Regions from separate parts of the Mus musculus genome. Here all the other regions are linked to region 1. The links are chromatin contacts, called in public Hi-C and HiChIP or PLAC-seq maps. All regions are on one chromosome and are shown on one strand. The core of a region is the stretch at or near the end of the contact, and the rest is flanking DNA. Distances in the headings are between cores, read along the strand shown. Region 1 has its middle 93 kb from the start of Gm23950. Region 2 overlaps Astn2 (astrotactin 2). Region 3 overlaps Pappa (pregnancy-associated plasma protein A).

The links. Hi-C and Micro-C count contacts between places; a contact is called where the count stands out from the background. HiChIP or PLAC-seq counts read pairs in DNA pulled down with a chosen protein or histone mark.
Region 2: an H3K27ac HiChIP or PLAC-seq map of the NIH/3T3 cell line shows a contact between it and region 1, with 10 times the contacts expected there. The contact joins two enhancer-like sites. A contact is called at or near these places in 2 of 484 Hi-C or Micro-C datasets (embryonic fibroblasts and liver) and 1 of 115 datasets of contacts at active chromatin or transcription factors (the NIH/3T3 cell line).
Region 3: a Hi-C map of tail fibroblasts shows a contact between it and region 1, with 5 times the contacts expected there. The contact joins two enhancer-like sites. A contact is called at or near these places in 3 of 484 Hi-C or Micro-C datasets (adipose-derived mesenchymal stem cells, tail fibroblasts and uterus) and 1 of 115 datasets of contacts at active chromatin or transcription factors (embryonic fibroblasts).

Annotation. Positions count from the first base shown.
Region 1 is chr4:64,535,816-64,540,103 of GRCm38.p6, reverse strand. No RefSeq gene overlaps it. Among named protein-coding and RNA genes, the nearest start is that of Gm23950, 93 kb to the right of the region's middle. Within about 2 kb of position 2,308, at least 15 of the 459 cell types and tissues checked have an H3K27ac peak or open chromatin away from gene starts, as enhancers often do. A contact at or near this core is called in the NIH/3T3 cell line and tail fibroblasts, where this site is marked.
Region 2 is chr4:65,475,052-65,479,339 of GRCm38.p6, reverse strand. All of the region lies in intron 19 of Astn2 (astrotactin 2), which reads left to right. Among named protein-coding and RNA genes, the nearest start is that of Trim32, 130 kb to the left of the region's middle. Within about 2 kb of position 1,994, at least 96 of the 459 cell types and tissues checked have an H3K27ac peak or open chromatin away from gene starts, as enhancers often do. A contact at or near this core is called in the NIH/3T3 cell line, where this site is marked.
Region 3 is chr4:65,201,830-65,206,117 of GRCm38.p6, reverse strand. It overlaps Pappa (pregnancy-associated plasma protein A), which reads right to left. Exons shown (of 22, transcript NM_021362.1): 7 at 966-1,464. Among named protein-coding and RNA genes, the nearest start is that of Pappa, 80 kb to the right of the region's middle. Within about 2 kb of position 2,312, at least 12 of the 459 cell types and tissues checked have an H3K27ac peak or open chromatin away from gene starts, as enhancers often do. A contact at or near this core is called in tail fibroblasts, where this site is marked.

The DNA.
Region 1 (4,288 bases), core at 1,059-3,558:
AGAGATGCACCATAATAAATAATAACTGTATACTATTATCCTTTATTCTCTTAGCAACAAAAGTAAGCTCAGAGTTAAAGTATGTGTTCTTCAAAAGGACACGATGATACTAAGATCAAGCATTGGTCTATTGACCAAATATAGGTCTATTTAACCCCTGGTGTTTCTTCCTCTCATTCTATACCATTCCTAAATCTCCCATTCTTTCCATTCTCCTCAATCTTTCTCTATGTCTCAAACTGTCATCATACCTCATTTTCTAGGAGGAAACCTGTTGGACTCTGTGTTAGAAGATAGGTCTGAAAGGGCTGTGCATTCAAAGCTAAAGTTTATCCATGTCCCATTTACTCATTCTACAATGATTGAACTGAGTTGCTGTTCTCTGTAGGGCATTCTCAATTCTACTGTATGCCATATAGCAAATGTTTGAAGATTTGCTTCATCAAAAGTGTTGTTTGATAAAATGATTTCTCAAAATTAAGCATATGTGTAATTTTGAGTCTGAGTTGGCAGCTCATGGTCAACACATAGAGATCATATGCATGGCATGTGAGCTGACATGAAGTCAGGAAAGTGTTTTACAGATGCATTGCCATAAGATATTTATTCTTTTGTGTTTTCTGCCTTCAAGGAGTGCATGTAATGGCATATGTGCACATGGGTGCATGTGTATGTAGAAGATGAAAATTCATATTCTCAATCCACCTTTATCTTTCTCTTTGCCCACTGAGGCAGGATTTCTCAAGCAAATGCAGATCCTGCCAAATAGTTGGTGTATCTAACTGGCTCGTAGCAGGATTTTCCCTGTCCCTGTCATTCTAAGCTAGATTTATAAATGGGTCGTTATGCCCACCCAGAATAGGTCCTCAGAATCTGAACTCTAGTCTTCACACTTATGATGCAAGTCTTCTAACAACTGAGCCATATCCCCGCACAACCTCTGTTCTTAAATATATTCATGGCCAGTAGTGTGTTTTGAAGATCTCAGTGTTCTTTTCCAAAAGCCTGACATACAATGGTTAAATCTATTTTTACAAATTACCATTTATTTAGTTGACCTGACACTTAGCAAATGAACCAAAAAAATCCTGAAATCTATTACTTAGTTTATTCTTGGCAGGAAGGACTTTAGAGACCAATGAATATAACCCTCTCTCCAGCCACTGTACACATCAGTGTACTGATGTGAAGCCTGTAACCCACTGAGGAAAGTAACTATCTTCTCCCTTTCTCAGCATCCTGAACAATGCCCCACCTACAGAGTAACTCTTATATCAGTAAGGGAATTGATTTACAAATGAAGCAAGGTTTTTCAAGCTACTGTCAGTGTCTAGGAGAGTGCCTGGTCAACAAGAATTGTTTAGATGTTTGTTTAATCAAAGGAAAAGTGAATATATCTTTTTGAGAAATGAAATGGAAAATTCTTACATTACAATCTGTTGTCTACTGTGTTGCAAGTTGATATTCACCCTGGAATGTTATTGGCTACTTAAGTATGTGTTCAGATTCTATATCAATGTCTACAAGAAACCATATTACTATATTGTCTGGAAACATATAGTTAGGGTTGGTTAGCCCGTACATGATCAATAACCTTCTTGATTCTTCGAACATGGAAAAACTTAAAATGATACTTGGAAGATGACTTCTGAGGAGGCGTCTGGTTAAGAAATATTTTGTGTGGTCTGATAATGTATTTATTTATGAGACTAAATGTTTATCTAAGCCTCCAGGACATCACTGGCTTCATTTCGGTATCTGTGTGCAGTTGTGTTTTTCCATGGTCGCAACAACTCCATCCTTCTGGGGTCCAGCTGGGCTACAAAGTAATAAACAGACATAAAATTTGGATCATTCTATGACAAGAAGTGGGAGCAACCCAAAGCCTTTAAGAAATCTTTCTTTCAGTAGTGACTGCACCAGCAAACAGCTAGTTCAAGTAGGGTTCAAGTAAGCACACTGACTTTGTGAAAGCAATTAATGGCCTGTGTAGAACAAATCTGTTTATATTTATGTGCTGGACATTTGAGATATAGCTGTTTTTCGTGAAGTTTCCTCTTTGAAAGCATTTGACATTGCGTTACTTTGACAACTTTTATAACTAACTCAGAGTCTGAGAAATCCTCCCCTCTGTCTCCATAGTGTATTCCTTTGCCAGTTAAGAAGTAAGCAGGTTCTACGTGAAATCAATGAGCACACTTCATTCAGAATCACGGAGTCAATGATTTCAGAATCAGTATCTAAAACTTCTTATTGGATACTCCATCCAAGGCTCATAACCTCTCGCTGCTTACGAGATTTTCTTGCACAAAGAATTCCACATAGTCATGATGAATCACTCTGCAAAGACACTTCAATATCACATGACATACTACTTCTTTGCCAATTTATTTATATTTATGAACATTAAATAAATGAATTCATACTGAAGGGTAAAACCAAGTACAAAAGGCTTATATTCAGCCTTGAAAAAAAATGAAACAGTAATGGCAATAGTAAATATTGCTCCCTGACATAGAAGAGGGTGATGCAGTGTTTCAACTGTTGACAGGAATGACAGCCATTCTTGAAGGGGGAAGAGGAAAAGGATACAGAGCTGAGCAGGCTTTCTGGGAAAGGTGACACTTGAGCTTGGCCAGAGAGTGCATGCAAGACTACTCAGGGACACAGGTGAAAGAACAGAAAGTTCGAGGAAAGCAGGGACTCCCCCAGCTCACCCTAGCTTCATTCTTCATGAGCTTCCAATCTCATAGTCCAAAGCATCACCCTCCCCCTTCAGAACCAGCAGCCACATTGACCACAGCCCCCCCCCCCCCAGGTATTATTTAAAGTGCTTTGAGCTCACTAGGTTCTCTGCAAAAAGATTATGGAGGTAGATAGTGTCTCAATTTCTGTGGAGCTGGAAACAAGATCATAGGTATGCACTTGATCCATACATAGGTCTAATATGCCAAGTCTAGTTAGTGGCTCAAGTTGACTACAGCTTTTGTCAAATGATTTAAAAGTTCCAAAAAGCAACAGGGCCAAGAAAGTAAGGGGTTAGTCTGGAGGACTATGCACACGCACCATAATATGCTTGATGAAACAGATCCTTTGTCTGCTAGCATCTGAGTCCAGAGGAAAAGGGTGTGTGTGTGTGTGTGTGTGTGTGTGTGTGTGTGTGTGTGTGTAGTTTCATATGCCAAGAATTCACATTATTTATATTACACAGTGTTATTTGCCTCCATTCTCTCTGCACATGTTCTCAAGATACTGATAAACAATGGCCTATTCTCTCCATTTTGTGAATGAAACACTAAATTTTATGTAGTCTGGTACTTATTTGCATTAAAGGAACCACACACATCGAGTTATGCTCACTAAGATAGGATATCGATATAAACATTGAGTGGATGCTGTCTGACACTGAGAATACTGGCAGTGTGTGGTAGTTTTGGGGACCAGATTAGACACAGGAGGAAAATCTCTGTGAACAGTCAGGGGAAGCAATGTTGTTGGTTATTACATAGCAATTTGCTGGGCACATCCTCAGCATGACTGAATAGCCCCTTTACCCTGAGGCCCACTCTCTTTGTTTATTAAATTAATGATGAATAAAAGCTTCAGTCTTTGTCTATCAGCCTAGGGGATTCATTAGTTATAAAATGAATGTGCTCACCTCAAGTTTTGTTTTCATTGTATTCATTACGTGTCTTCTGAACCCTAGCTTCACTGGAATGTGATTTGTATCCCTGCAAGATCCCTTAAAGCCTTCTACTTTGCTGGGAGCAGGCAGTTCAGAAACAAAACAAAAATAAGGAGAGAGGGAAAAAAAGGAAAGAAAAAAAAACCTTGGAAGTCTATTTCCCTCCCCCCCCCCTTCTTTTTCCTTTCTTTCCAACCCCTCCTCTAGAGAACACCAGAGAAATAAAAATAAAACTGTAATTAAGAAAAGGACTAAGAATAAATTCCACGCATTTAACCAGAGTTCCATCTCTGAACCCAGGAGGATTGGTGCATAGCTGTGGTTGTGCGAGAGGAAGCGTGCAGGGAACTCATGCTGTGCTTTCAACACAGATACAGCTCATGAGGAATAGTTTATCACTTAAACCATCTCCTTAATTCTGCAGAGTAAAGTCAAGACCTCAGAGAAGTCTCAGATACCACCACTGTGGCCACTGGGGTCTCCCATTTCTGGAGTCCCTCTGGCCCAAATAGCTCAGAGCAAATCACAAACATTTATGGACGGAACCCCATGACCCACCCCACCCCCCAAGTGAATATTTTAATATCCCATTCGGCAAAGGGC
Region 2 (4,288 bases), core at 745-3,244, 940 kb before region 1:
GGGAGTGGGTGGGTAGGGGAGTGGGGGAGAGGGTATGAGGGACTTTTGGGATAGCGTTGGAAATGTAATTGAGGAAAATACGTAATAAAAAAAAATAAAATACTTTGGAAAATACTCATTTTTCTCATACATAGGCATACCAGTTTCCCAAAAGAAAATAAACACAAAATATTATTTCTCTACTAAAAAATGACTACTCTAGATAAAATCTCTGAGGCAAATGGCTAGGAAACCTAGAAAATTGTTTTCTTCATTTGAAAGAATCTTGAGAATATTTGATTTCACGAGATTATAGTATATCTCCTTAGTCCTATCTGTCTATCATCTATCTATCTATCTATCTATCTATCTATCTATCTATCTATCTATCTATCTATCTTCTGTCATCAGGAATGTATGTGTGCTTGAGCCATATGTATGCATATATATGCATATATATACATATGTGTGTATATATATGCACATATATATATATATATTAATATAATTTCCATATTATATACTCATGCACACACATAACAGACTATTGGAGAATCAGTTGACTGCATCTTTATGGGTAGAGTTACAAACTTGATTAGAACATCATCTTACTTTCCTCTGCCTCCTTCTAATTTTTAATAGCTCTTTCCATTTTATGTCTAATCTGAGATCAGAAGCTCCCGGCCCCTAGCTGCTAGTCTAATTCATTACTTTATCATTTCCTGATTCCTGCCCAATAGAGTATAGCATTCTTGGGAGAAGTGAGAACTAAAGTAGAAGGGCCGTGGTGGGGATGGGCAGTTAGTGAGGAGCAGAATCCTTAGAACTTTGTTGTTAAGAGTATCCTCATGTAGATGCTGCTGCAGGAGAATGGACAAAGGGTGAAACATGGATTCATGGACATTGCCCCAAATTGACAAGAGAATAAGAGGAAGCAATTCCAGAGGCAAAGAGATAGCATAGCACGCTATAAGAACTAAATCCCAGAAGAGTCAAGAGCAGGGAGGACTTCAAAGAGATGGAGCTCATAGACAAGGGTTGGTTTTATGGAAGACAAAGTTGATCCTTCTAATCAGAGACCACATGAAATATTAAGTAGAAATTATTGGTGATGGTAGAGCAAAGAAGAGGGGATCAATTTATCCTGTGTTTTCAGTAAAACATGAATGGGGGGGGGGAATACATGAGGTTGGAGTGAAAGAAAGCCGATTTAGGTTAAAGTACCAAAGTGTTTTGCAGTGTGTGGTCCATTTATATCTGCATCATCATGGGGAGCATGTTAATAATGGAGATGACTGTGCTGACTCCAAAGTTACTCAATCAGGATTTTTTGGGACTAGCCCTAACTGGTTTATTCTCTCTCATTCTCTCTGTCTCTGTCTGTCTCTGTCTCTCTGTCTCTGTCTCTGTCTTTGTCTCTCTCTGTCTTTGTCTCTGTCTCTTTCTCTGTTTATGTGTGTGTCTCTGCCTGTGTCTGTCTGTCCCTGCCTCTCTTCTTCCCCCCGACCCCCGTGTGTGTGTGTGTGTGTGTGTGTGTGTGTGTGTGTGTGTGTGTGTGTGAATGATGTCTATAGGTCCAGTTGTGTAGGGTAATTAGCCACATGATAAGCAAAGGTGGGAGTTAGGGAGTCTCTATTCAGATAGCACAAGCACATGACATTACAGGACGTGTAAAAACTAATGTAAATAATTACCACAGAGATACTACAGCAAGATTTGAATGCCATGTTAGGTAAGGTGTCCCAGGGAGGAGACTACAGTAGAGATGGGATTAAAACAAAGGCCTGAAGGCAGACAAGCACCGGCCTCTTTATGAACTGTTCAGTTGTTTGCCAGGGCAGGATTATGGGGTCTCCTGATCTTGTTTCTACTCCTAGCCACACAACTTTGGAAAGGTCACAGGGCCCTCGCTGCAGGAGTCATCTTGAAAAAGGGCATCTCTCCCTCCTGCTGCCTGGATTGAGCAAGAAGCTGGACACAGGGCGAGGCAGCAGCTGTGAGTCAGACTGCCCCCACACAAGCGCAGGCGCAGGCACGGGCTCCAGCTCTAAGCTTGGGGCCCCAGTTGGGATGGAAGTTCTCCCTTGCTTTCACTATCTGAAAACTGCCTGTACAGCCAAGTGTGGTTCAATGCTGCCTTGTCTCGCTGGGAATGATCTGAGCTATTCATGCCCCTGCTGTGGGTTCCATCCCCCCTTCCTCCTGTACCCTTACCCTCCCTCCCCTTATTTCCCATTTTCTTTTGCTTTCTTCTGCTTGGTGTCGTTTGGTTTCTTTTACTCTACTTTTCCTTTTTTCCCTACATCATTCTGTTATTCCTTTGAAACCTTTTCTTTTCCATGTTTTCTTATTGGCAGTGTGATTCAGGAGACCTACTTAGAACATCAGGGGGTGTCTAGGTCCTTTCAAACTCATTTCCTTTGTGCCTTAATTCCTCCAATTCCCCAGGAAAATAGTGTGATTCAAAGGTGTTACAAAGACAAGGGCCCATCAGCATTTCTCCCAGCATTGTCTATTCCAACTGTACTTTTAAAAATGGATTTTTAAATGGGATCGTTCATAGGGATCTCAGCGTTTAGCTGCTTACTAAAACTCCTCTAAAGTTGTTATAATGTCTGAATACCCTGCCTCCCCATACCAGACCAATTTGATGAGAACTTTCCGGAGAGTGTCCCAGGCTGTAGGATATTTTTTTAAAGCTCCCTCAGCTGATTATCCTATATATTAAGGTAAAGAAGCATCCCTTTACAAACAGCTGCCTTTTGTTAAGGGCAAAGAGACAAGGACACTGCGGCCCAAAAGAGGTAAAGGGTCATATCCAGAATGAGTCAGTGTGGACAGAACTAGAACCAATCCTCTTGCCATCTCTGTCCCCTTGGCCCCACATCTGAATCACCTTAAGCAAATGCCAGGGCCTCAGGAGAGCAGCCTCCTGCCTCTGCCAGGGCCTGGCGTTAGAGGAGAGCCCCAAACACAGCCCCATTAAGCCAGGCAGGGCCTTCCGGGAATCACTGCTGGCTCTGGCTTAGAAAACAAACAAGAGTTCTTTGGCTTTTGTTGGCTGCATCCTGGAGTTGGGGAGCTCAGAGGAGAGCACCTAAGGACGCAGGTTTGCTGCTCTTCTTGGAGACAAAGTGGGGCTGCCAGAAGCAAGACCAGAGACAGGTGGGCAGCGTGCAAGGGGGTGGGGGAGCTGAGGGGAGGTGTGTGAGTCAGGAGTGCATGCCTCCCACAGATGCTGCCAGCAGGCCTCCAGAGAGAATGCACCACACATAGAAGCTAATGCCTACAGGGGAGGGAATGTGGGGCCAGATCTCAGCCTGGGTGGCAGCTTAGTAAATGACTGCACCCAGACCTGCTTCCACACAGACCCTCTCAGGTGTCTCCAACCTCCAAGCCTTCTTCCTAGAGATATTGGACATGGTGGGAAGATACCACAGTTGGGATCTTTCTTGTGGCCGTATTCATAGAAAGCCACATGTCTTATACTTGTCTATATTCTTTACATACTACAATGGAAGGAACATTAGCTTGATTAGTGCATAGAAGAGGAGAGAAAAATCACAGAGATGAAGTCCTCTGCCCTAGGCACATAGCCATTGAAGTGCATTACATAATCATTACTGCATTCAAACTCAAACCAGCCTGATGATAGGGCTTAGGCTTAGGCACTTCAGAACACTGTGGTCATATGAATGAACCATCTGACGTGGGTTGGATACTAGGTGATCTCTCTGGGCATCAGGGGTTTCCTCTGGAAACTGATGCTTTCTCTGCCTATTTCACATGACAGGTGTGAAGATCAAATGGAAGCTGGACATGAAAGAGATTAGTAAATAGCAAAGGGATATACAAATGCAAGAGATTATTTCTGTTATCACCAAACACAGCTGTGTCCACACAAGGGGAACCATTACCCCTGATACACCTGTCCACACTTGTGACCTTGGCCATTCTTGGCAGCCTCTTTGTTCCCAAGGACTCAGGTGGAGGTGAGGAAGGGGAGAGAGAAAATAATATGTTTATAAAATACTTTACTTCTCCAAGATGAAAGTTTCTAGATAAATACCATATCACGTAAGTACAGCAGATTAAATGCTGTATTACTACAATCTTCAGATACATGCTTGTAGACTCTCATAGAAGCTGTGAACCACTAGGTCAAGTGCAGAGATTGGGAGGTGTGGAATTTGTGACAAGAAGTTAACTCTTATTCTTTCTCTGAGTTAAATGTATGACATAGGAGCTAGTAATTCATGTTCTCCCAAAGTTATTTTCCTTATCAGAGTTGGAGTGTGTGTGTGTGTGT
Region 3 (4,288 bases), core at 1,063-3,562, 670 kb before region 1:
TCATAAACTTACTGATCTCTGGAGAATGGACCCTATGATAAAAATGAAACTCTCTCGTTATTTTCGGGACTGCATAAATCAAGCATCTCCATCCTACTATTTGCACGGTAGTATAATATACTATCCTGGCTCTAGCAATGGTAGGTAGGAAAATGTCCAAGTGACAATGATGTTTTTTTTGTCCCAACAGCAGAAAACTGATAAACACACACAGACAGACACAATGCTAGTGACTTCACTGCAGGCATTTTTCTCTTTTAAAAGACACATATCATGAGGATGTAAAGAAAATGGCAGAAAAGGGCTTAAAAACTGAATGTTAAAATCAAGCAGCATAGTGAATATCTCTTCCCTCACGAAAGCATCTGTGGATCCTACAGCTGTAAGGTCTTTAGTGATCCAAGAAATTTGGAACTCATTCCTACCTCAGGAACTACAACGAGCAGAAAGACTGTGACTAGAGAGATTCAGTGTCTAGGAATGTTTTTATGTGGTTGTGCAGGCATGTGCCCAAGTCCCTATGAAGCTGCCACTTCACCCAACATTTTCATGTAGTGGAGAAAAAATCAGAATGCATAAATCTCTTTCAAACTTATATAAACATAAATCATGAGCAAAGTTCTATTCTATCAGAAGAGTAATCTTCATTAGTAATAAAGGACTTATTGTTAATCCCATCCACTCTCCTTTGTTTGCTGTTGAAAAGACCAAGGTTTGGAGAGATAAATGAATATCACAGAAGACTGTCCTCACCTCTGACCCTTTTGACTCCATCCATGGCCCTTCCTATTATATCAACTCTGCCTTATTAACATGAATTCTACACTCAGCACTGGGATACAATCTCTAGAAGTAAGTCTGATGGAGATGAACTTTCTCCTTTTCGGTCAAGACCTTCTGACTTTCCCCACATCTTTCCACAGCCCACCCATTTTATCAGCTCCTGAGAGGGAGAATGCACTTACGTGTCCATGAATCTTCTGTTGAGGTGGAGTAATGAGGCTACATCTTCTAGCAGAGGTGGGTCTCGAAGCACTTTATACTGCAGAGGTTTACACTGTAGGCAGAGTGGACTGTCTACAGTGGAGGTCAGCATTGCTGCATCAATCTCCAGGTGCTCATCAAGAGTATAGATTTGGATGCCATATACCTCCTCACCCACATCCCGGAGTCTGATGGTAAGTGGGATATCACAGAAAACATTCTGAGGACCCAAAGAGATATTCTTTCCACTGATAGTCAAGAGTTTGATGTCATTGACAGCTCCACTAGAGTCCCAATCACTGGAGACAAAGGTTACCCAGATGGTCAGAGACTCAGGGACCAAAGGGTAGCGAAATTCCAGCTCGAGGTAGCAGCCTTGTGGCTCAGGGCAGGCTGGAGGAACTGTGTGTGGGTTGACAGCTGAATTTGGACTCCAGGTTCGGACACTGGATTTACAGGGCTGTTCAACATCTGGGTGACCTATATCGAAAAGAGATGCAAATGAGTTCTTGCTACATTCTGGTTTTCAGAGTTTCCCACAGACCCAGAAAAAGATATGTCTGATGAGAACTTAGGGATAAAGGAGTAACTCCTAGTGTCATGGAAATCTGCTGTATATAGAGCACTCAGCTCATCCCCCAACCCCGCATAACAGATCTCAGAGGAGTCACCCAACATTGGAAGTGAAGTTCAAGTGTCTTACTACTAAGAAAATGCTGAAGCTTCCCTTTTTAAGTTTCCATTGAGAGGTTTCGGTGCTGCATATAGAAAGAAAGAAGAGGTATTTTTCTGAACACTCTTTGTGTCCCATGAACTTGTTTAATTTTTGAATAGATTCATTTTCTAAATGATGTAATTAAGGTTCAAAAAATTGAATTAATTGAACAAAGGTATATACCATGAAGTCCCTGCTAGATGCAGGAATCATTAAAATTAGAGTTCCAGTTGTATCATCGACGTTGATACATCCTGCTTAGACTTAACAGAAGCACCAGAAAATAACTAGCAGAAGAGGAGAGCAAAACAGAGAGGATGCGTGTCTTACTCAGAGATCCTGGGAGGAGACTAAGCCAAATGACAGAGCTACAAGTCAGACTTGGGGCCCTTTTATCTCTACTCCTCCGTTTCCCTACATGAGATCATTCAATACCACTGTGCTTCTCTGAGTTATGTCTCCTTTCACTCAAGGACAGAGGAGTGGGAAAAGAAAAAGTTGATGTTGCTACTTTTCCTCAGAAAAAGGATGCTTCTTCTCTACTGATCTCAGTCTGAAGCAATTTATAAATTCTTCACCGATGAGGTCACCCATACAGAGAACCCTTTTCTTGTACTGCTGAGAAAAGTGATCACAGCTCGGGGGAGTTCAGTGAGAGACAGAGATCATTGGTGAGGACAAGCTAAGAGAAGTTATAGTAGTAGTCATATCATTTGCTCCGTCAGTATAACTGGATAGTAGTGTTCGTTTAGGGGATGGGTATGTTGGATACTTCTAAATAAAGAGGAAGAAAAGCAACCTTAGTCTTACAATACTTTGTGGTAATATTACAATGTAACAGGACTCAAGATAACATAAGCATTAAAAATGCAGTTGTGTGTGTATGTGTGTATGGAGGCTGTTATTGCAGTGGAGGTTGTTAACACCCTCTATATCCTTTTTTTTTTTAAAGATTTATTTATTATATCTAAGTACACTGTAGCTGTCTTCAGACATACCAGAAGAGGGTGTCAGATCTTATTAAGGATGGTTGTGAGCCACCATGTGGTTGCTGGGATTTGAACTCATGACCTTTGGAAGAGCAGTCAGTGCTCTTACCGGCTGAGCCATCTCTCCAGCCCCCACCCTCTATATTCTTATCTTTTCTTATAAAGAGAGAATCAACATGCTACAAAGTTGAGATGGCAAATTGAAAAGAAATAGAGAACAAATGGAAACATGGAAAATACACAAAAACATTTTCATAAATAACAGCTGACCAAGACAATATAATCATAGCTACAAGATTTCCTCCACTATATCTTGATTGGATTCATCACCTACTAATTAAATGCTTGCTAGAAGTCACTCTTGCTTTAAGGAAAAGGGACAATAATTCTGCAACTAACTTAAGTCTTCTTATTTACTCTGCAATACCATGTATTTCTGACTCCCAATTTTGGATTGTGAAGATACAGGGATCTCTTTTGAATCCAGTATCCGTTATCCAAAACAGTTTACAGGATATTAAGAACATTCTCTAGTCAGTAATTAACTCAAAAGATCATATTAAAAATCTTGTAAGACTAGATATTTCTGTCTCCATTTTACTCAATGCTGAGAGCCTTTGGTCAAAACAGTATCTGGTCTGTAGAGATTATGCATAGTAGGTATTTTTCAGTATTTGCTCAACAACTATCAATATGGGAATTTATACATTTATAAAAAGAAGATGTGAGTTTATAGAGTACTCTCCAGTGGTTGGTGCCAGGTGAATATTCCACCCCCTTCATGTGCTTTCCCTGGAATTGGCAAGGGATAAAGCTATCTTTCTCCCATCCTTGGAGAAAATGACTATCAGTTGGGGAAGCCACAGGAGAACAAAGATGACAAATCTGTTTGACTCATCATTCCTTTTTGTTTTCTTGTAAAATCAATAGAGTGACCAAATGCTTTCCAAAGGATAAGGTGGGTCTGTTCATTATGCCCAAATAGGCACATAGGAGTAGAATTTTAGCAAGGCTTCTACTTATCTAGTTATTACAGACAGATTCTTAAATAGTAAAAGAACCATTAAGTTTCACAAAACCTATTAGTAATAATGCCAGGTTTCATACACTTACCAGCCTTTTATGTAGGCAATGCACCAAACAAGTTGCATGCCTCAGATCTCTGTATCCTGGTAGCAAGTAAGCTCATTTTATAGAAAACAAAGCTCCAGATAGCTGAGGAAACCTCTTATAGTTAGTAGAGTATCACTGGATATTGTTGGTCCAAGCAGTGTACCAGGCTTTGAAGCAATTATAGCTGAATTAAAGTCCCAACTATCCAGCTTCAGCTATGTTACCCACTTCAATGTTACCCACTTCATAACATATTTATCAAATGCAAATGAAATGGGATCTTTAATAAATGGTCACAAATATATGAGTACCATCATGAGAAGAAATGAGGGACCAGGAAAGGAAGTCTTTGCGGGAGGAAGCATTTCAAATATAGACAATGGTTGAGAATGAATGTGAGATAAGAAGACTTCCAGTTTCACACAAAGAAAGTAGTAAGGGCTGCTAAACAGAACCCACTTCAGGAAGTGTTTTGTATGACACATTA